Regions from separate parts of the Zea mays genome. Here region 2 is linked to region 1. Evidence: chromatin contacts called from public Hi-C data. All regions are on one chromosome and are shown on one strand. The core of a region is the stretch at or near the end of the contact, and the rest is flanking DNA. Distances in the headings are between cores, read along the strand shown. Region 1 holds the start of LOC100285526. Region 2 holds the start of LOC100285134.

What was found. A called contact is a pair of places that touch in the nucleus more often than the background predicts.
Region 2: a Hi-C map of bundle sheath shows a contact between it and region 1, with 5 times the contacts expected there. The contact joins the promoter of LOC100285134 here to the promoter of LOC100285526 in region 1. A contact is called at or near these places in 3 of 25 Hi-C or Micro-C datasets (bundle sheath, ear and leaf mesophyll).

The regions. Positions count from the first base shown.
Region 1 is chr10:69,842,526-69,845,364 of Zm-B73-REFERENCE-NAM-5.0, forward strand. It overlaps LOC100285526, which reads left to right and starts at 1,517. Exons shown (of 1, transcript NM_001158417.1): 1 at 1,517-2,771. The coding sequence starts at 1,661. The coding sequence ends at 2,596.
Region 2 is chr10:70,044,741-70,047,788 of Zm-B73-REFERENCE-NAM-5.0, forward strand. LOC100285134 reads right to left here and starts at 1,451. Exons shown (of 1, transcript NM_001294297.2): 1 at 93-1,451. The coding sequence starts at 1,332. The coding sequence ends at 472.

The sequences.
Region 1 (2,839 bases), core at 267-2,766:
TTTTTATCGATTTTAAACTTATGGGAGTTGTTCCAATGAAGCTCATATAAGCTAGAGTTGTTTGGTGACAAATAATAGATTTTGTTATAAAATGCATCTGTGGTTCTCAAACTAGGCATGGTGTATCACTTGGGTCCTCGGACTCTCAAAACCAGAAAAACGAGTGTTGTAACTTGGCTGGCTCATCTAAAACTAGGTTTGCTCAAACCAGATGACAACATGACGTGACACGTTGGAGCACACTAATGAAAGTTCGGGGGACCCAAGTAATACAACATGCCAAAATTCGGGGACCTAAGTGGCACAACATGGCAAGTTTGAGGACCAAAGTGACTCTAGGGTGGCACGCCACGTCGGCATCTGGTTTAAGCAAACCTAGTTTTGAATGGACTGATCAAGTTACAGTACCTGTTTTCCTGTTTTTTGGAGTTTGAGGACTCAACTGACACAACATGTCAAGTTCGAGGACCGCATATGCATTTTACTCGGAAAATATACTCCCTCTAGGTCCAAATTATAAGTCGTCCTAGACAAAGTTTGAGTCAAACTTGTAAAACTTTGACTACAAATAGGTGTTTCATTATGTAGTTTTGAAACATAATAGTCATATGCACCGATTTATCTTTAAAAGTATTTTCACAAAAGTATAAGTGTATTGAAAGTTCATTTGTATTTTAACAAAAAATTTGGACTAAACTATTTTTGTCGTGTCGTTGTCCTAATCGACTTATAATTTAGACTTTGATGGAGTATTTGCAAGTACTGTAATAATGTAATACTCCAAGGCGGTGACTAAGAAAAATCCATGGATGATCTATACTAAGGGCGTGTTTTGTCGTGGCTTTGCTCCACTACAGAGCAGCTCTACTCCAAAGCTCTAAGTGGAAAAGCTATACTCTAGAGTTTAAATAGCTTTCTCATAATCTGTGACAGTGGTGAGTAAATAACTCCAAACTCCATGTATGGATTTCTTTTTAGAGTTTTCGGAGTAGGAAAAGAGGTACTATAAGGCCCTATTTGAGATAGTTCTAGCTTTAGAAATTTGGTGGAGTTGGTAGAACAGGTCATTAGGTGCTCTAGAAAATCGTGGAGCTATATATAAATCATTTTGTTTATTATTTAGATTAAAAATATTTTTAAAACTATTTAAATTCATATTATAAATTATAATTCCACACTAGAGCTGAAACCTGTAGCCATTCTAAACACTCCTTAAAAATTTATACTACATCTCTCAAAACTCCATAGAGTTTGTAACTGTGGAGTTCAGGTGTTGGAATAGATCTGTCCAGCTCCTCATTAGAGAGTTTTGTTTTGAATCCATACCGAATACACCTTAGTCTTAACTTAGAATAAAGAGTGGTGGTAAACCGGTAGTGGTAGGGGGAAAAAAAGAGAAGCGAGGCATTGACTTTGCACAGCCCAGCAGGCAGCTCGTCGTCTAGCATTTGGTCCTCTCGTTCGCACCTCCGCCATTTCTACCTATAAAACTCACCCTCCACCTGTTTCCCACCTCACAATCCCACAACCCAAGAAGCCACAAGAAAGCAGCAGCAGCACCGCACGGACCTGACCTCCAACTACAAGCGACGATCCAGGCTCCAGAGCCCCACGCAAGGCCGGAAGGAGACAGGCAGCAGCCCGGCAGAGCAGCTAAGCCATGGCGGTGGACCTCATGTCCTGCGGCGGCGGGGCGTACGAGCAACTGGCGTTCCAGGAGGCAGCCGCGGCGGGGCTCCGCAGCCTGGAGTTGCTCGCTTCCTCGCTCTCCCCGTGCGGCGCGGGGCGGGCGGAGTCGCCGCCGCTCGGGCAGATCGCCGACCAGGCGGTGTCCCGGTTCCGGCGCGTCATCAACCTGCTGGACCGCACGGGGCACGCCCGCTTCCGCCGCGCGCCCGCCGTCGCCGCGGTGGAGCCCATAGAGACGGAGACGCCAGCGTCACAGCAGGCGGCGGCGGAGCCGCCTCATCAGGCTCAGAACAAAGCCCTGACGCTGGACTTCGCCAAGTCTGTCCCGCCGGCAGCGAACAAGAAGGCCCCGCGGGCGCCGGCCGTGTCCGCGACTTCGACCTCGTTCCTGTCGTCCGTGACCGCGGGCGGCGAAGGGAGCGTGTCCAAGGGGTGCAGCCTCGCCGCCGTGTCCTCGGGCAAGCCGCCTCTCCCGAAGCGCACGTCGCCGTGCCCCGCCGCTGCTCCGCCGGGGGCGCACCACGCCGAGTCCGGCGCTGGAGGTTGCCACTGCTCGAAGAAGAAGCGCAGCCGGCAGGGCCTGTCCCGGCGCACGGTGCGCCTACCCGCGGCCGCGGCAACGCCGGGGTCGCAGCCGCCCGGCCACGTGCCGGCGTCGTCGGACGTACCCCACGACGAGTACTCGTGGCGCAAGTACGGGCAGAAGCCCATCAAGGGGTCCCCTTACCCGCGCGGCTACTACCGGTGCAGCAGCGCCAAGGGTTGCCCCGCGCGGAAGCACGTGGAGCGCGCCGCCGACGACCCGGCCGTGCTCGTCGTCACCTACGAGGGCGACCACCGCCACGACGGCGACGGCGACGGCGACGGCGGCGTTGGCGCTGGCGCTGCCCGCTCCCGCGCGGCGTGAAGATCGTTTGCTTCCCGCCGTAGCAGTCAGTGTAGCAGCGGTAGTCAAGTCAATCGATACTAGTAGTAGACCTCTTGTTTCATTTGTTCTTCGGATTAGTGGTAGATCGAGCTTTGCTCCTGTAAAAGGAATTAAAGAGCATTTAAACTTAATCTCGCCATGAACTTTCTCCAAATCTACGTATTATTTTATCTTCTATGCATAAGCGTCAATTTCTCGGGGATTATATATATATATAATAAT
Region 2 (3,048 bases), core at 201-2,700, 200 kb after region 1:
CAAATCGGAGTCAATCGACAGGGTAGTATAGTAATGTTCGTACCTGGTCGAGACTGACACCATGTGTTAGGTGTCGTTGCTTTGTAACGGATACTACAACGTTGCCTTCCCTTTTGTTTTCACGGTGTATGTAGTACAGTAGAATTCACGTTATTATCTTTATGAACTCCCTTTCAGTAACAAATCTCACAAACCGTAAAGAAAAACACAGAGAGAAAGAAGAAAACATTCAAGGGCACTAGTAGTGTATAAATGTGCGGCAAAATGTACATGGAATGGAAGGCAACAACATCTGTCCTGCCCTGTCCTGTGCATCCATCCATCAAGAACAGCGGTGACGAACAAACACCATTGATGATTAATTAGATGAGGAACAGGAAGCAAGAAATCGTCGGGGGGGCAGGGCAGGGCACTGTGTGGGACGGACGGCGACCGCGCGAACGGATCGGGGATAACAAACAAACCAATGAATCAGTTGCGGGAGCACTCGGCGGGGAAGCCCTGCGGGAAGCGCCAGCCGTCGTCGCAGTAGTTGTAGTGCATGTAGTTCTGCCTGGCCCAGGCGACGGTGCCCCACTCGGCGGCGTCGAGCTGGCGGCTCATCCAGCGGTCGGTGCCGGCGGGGCAGGAGAGCGGGCGGCCGTCGCCGTCGGGCACGCAGGCGTCGGCGGAGTAGCCGCGGTAGGAGACGGCGAAGGGCGCGGCGGACCAGTCCACCTTCACCTTCCCCTGCTGCGTGGCCCAGTAGCTGCCGTCCCACAGCGTGGCGTGCACCGACATGGGCTTCCCGCCCGGGTACGCCAGGTCCGGGTACCGCTTGAAGCACCGCACGAAGAGGTCGTCCACCTTGAAGATGACGTTCTTGTCGTTCCAGATGATGGTGTAGGTGTGGAAGTCGGCGGCCGGGTCGAACCACAGGTAGAACTGGTGCTCCTTCTTGCCGTCGCCGTTGGCCCACACGTTGGTGTTCAGCACCACGGGCTGCCCGCTGGCGTTGCCCATGAACTCCATGTCGATCTCGTCGTGCCCGGGCCCGTCGCCCGACGACAGGTAGAAGGAGGTCACGGTGCCCGCGGAGTTGCCCGGGATCAGCCTCATCTGGATGCTGAACTCCCCGTACAGGTACTTCTGCCGCGAGCTGAAGGCGCCGCCGGACTGCTGCGTCAGGATCAGAGACGTCACCTGCTGCCCCTGCGCGTTGTAGTCCGCGCGCACGTTGCCCTCCGTCGTGAACTTCTCGTACAGCCACGAGTCCGCCGACGCCGCGGCGGCCAGGAGAGCCAGAGCGAGGAGCAAGGACACGGAACGCCGCGCCATGCGGTCCATGCTCATGCCAGTGCTCTGCTTCGCTTGTCGGAGATGAGATGGGATGGGATGAGAGGAGAGGAGGCGGCTAGCTGTAGGCCAGTAGCTGACTGGCTAGTGGAGTGATGATGAAGCCGTGAAGCAACTGGTGCTGCGGCCAAGCACAGGATGTGGCGCCGGCTTTATACTGCTGGATGCCCTGCTTTTGGGCACGGGCCGCGGCCCACGGGAGAGGGCGGGCCACACGTTTTGTTGATGCGTGGGGCACGGCAACGCGGCACCGTCCCCCTTTTCGCTTGCGGTGTCGGGCGGGCGCGAAGCTTCTGATCGTGACATCCTCGCCAGGACTAGGAGGAGATGGATTGCCAACAAGCAACAATATCTGCGCGCTCCTATTGGGTGTTTGTTTGTACGCTCGCAGATTAGCCTAGCCCGGAAGGGGAAGAACTGGGTGTGAGCTGTTCATGTGCCCCCGTCACCGTTCCAAAAAAAAAACACTACCCTAAATTTATTGAAGACCAATCCATCATAAATTTGGCTAAGATTATATATAAATGTATCAAAACAAAAAAAATGCATTGTAAAACGTAGTACATGATAAATTGAATCGCACAGACGTGATATTACGTAAATGCATATTATTTTTACAAATTTGGTTAAACTAATAACAATTTGATTTTGATTAACCTAAAAAGTTTATTATTTTGGTGGGGATGGAGTGGAGCACGTATCGAGAAATTGTATCAAAACACAAGCGTGGTTTTAGAAGCGGTATGTTGTCACATATGGAGTGTCTAGAAACCATCCAATCGCTGGAGAATGTGTTGGGTCTAGTACCGAGAATATGAGCCAGCCTTTTTAGGTTAACATGAGCACATTTCCAAAATAAGAGCCCAAACCAGGGTCTAACATGAAATAATTTAGGCTGGGCCTCAAATTTAAGGCATGTCGGGCCCCAGCACGGTCCGCACGCATGGGTCGGGCTTAGGCCTGTCCGACCCAACGAAGCTCATGTTGGCGCCGATTCAGGCGTCAATCACTGCGTTGAGAACCAGCGGCGGTGCTCTCTGCACAGGCGCGGACGGTCCGCGCCTAGGGGCTAAACGGTCTGTGACCTGTAGCAGGGCTAGAGTTCCCTGTCTGTCAGGCCGGACGGTCCGAGCCTATAGGCCGGAAGGTCCGCGCGTGCGCAGGGGCGGCGAAGTTCGCCGACGGCGCCTGAATCTCGCTCCCGGGAGGGACCTCATCGGGGAGAAGAGATTCTAGGTGTTGTCTAGGGTCAGCAGACTGATCTAAACACCTCTAATCGACGTAGAGCCAAAGAGAAGCGAATAATTTAGGGATTGAGAGGCTAAACTAGAACTACTCCTAATGCCTAAGGTAAAAACGAGAGATAAAATGATTATTGATTCGATTGTTGATGACTAATCGGCCGTATTCCTCTGTATTTATAAAGGAGGGGGCTGGACCCGTTACAAACAAACTTCCCGAGCCAATTCCGTGAATATAGCCAACAATTGTAGCAAGAAACTCAGAACCCTAACTGACTCTGTGTGCGGGGACCGTCCGCACCACCACTGCGGATCGTCTGGCCTCGGGGCCGGATCGTCCGCACAGCAATGCCCCCTGCCTTTTGGTGGAGCTGAGCGAACCAAAAGCAACTAACACGAAGTGATCGCATTGGTTTCCTTAGGCATTTTGCCACATACTAGGATGATACTATTTGAGGAAACGCCCGTTTAA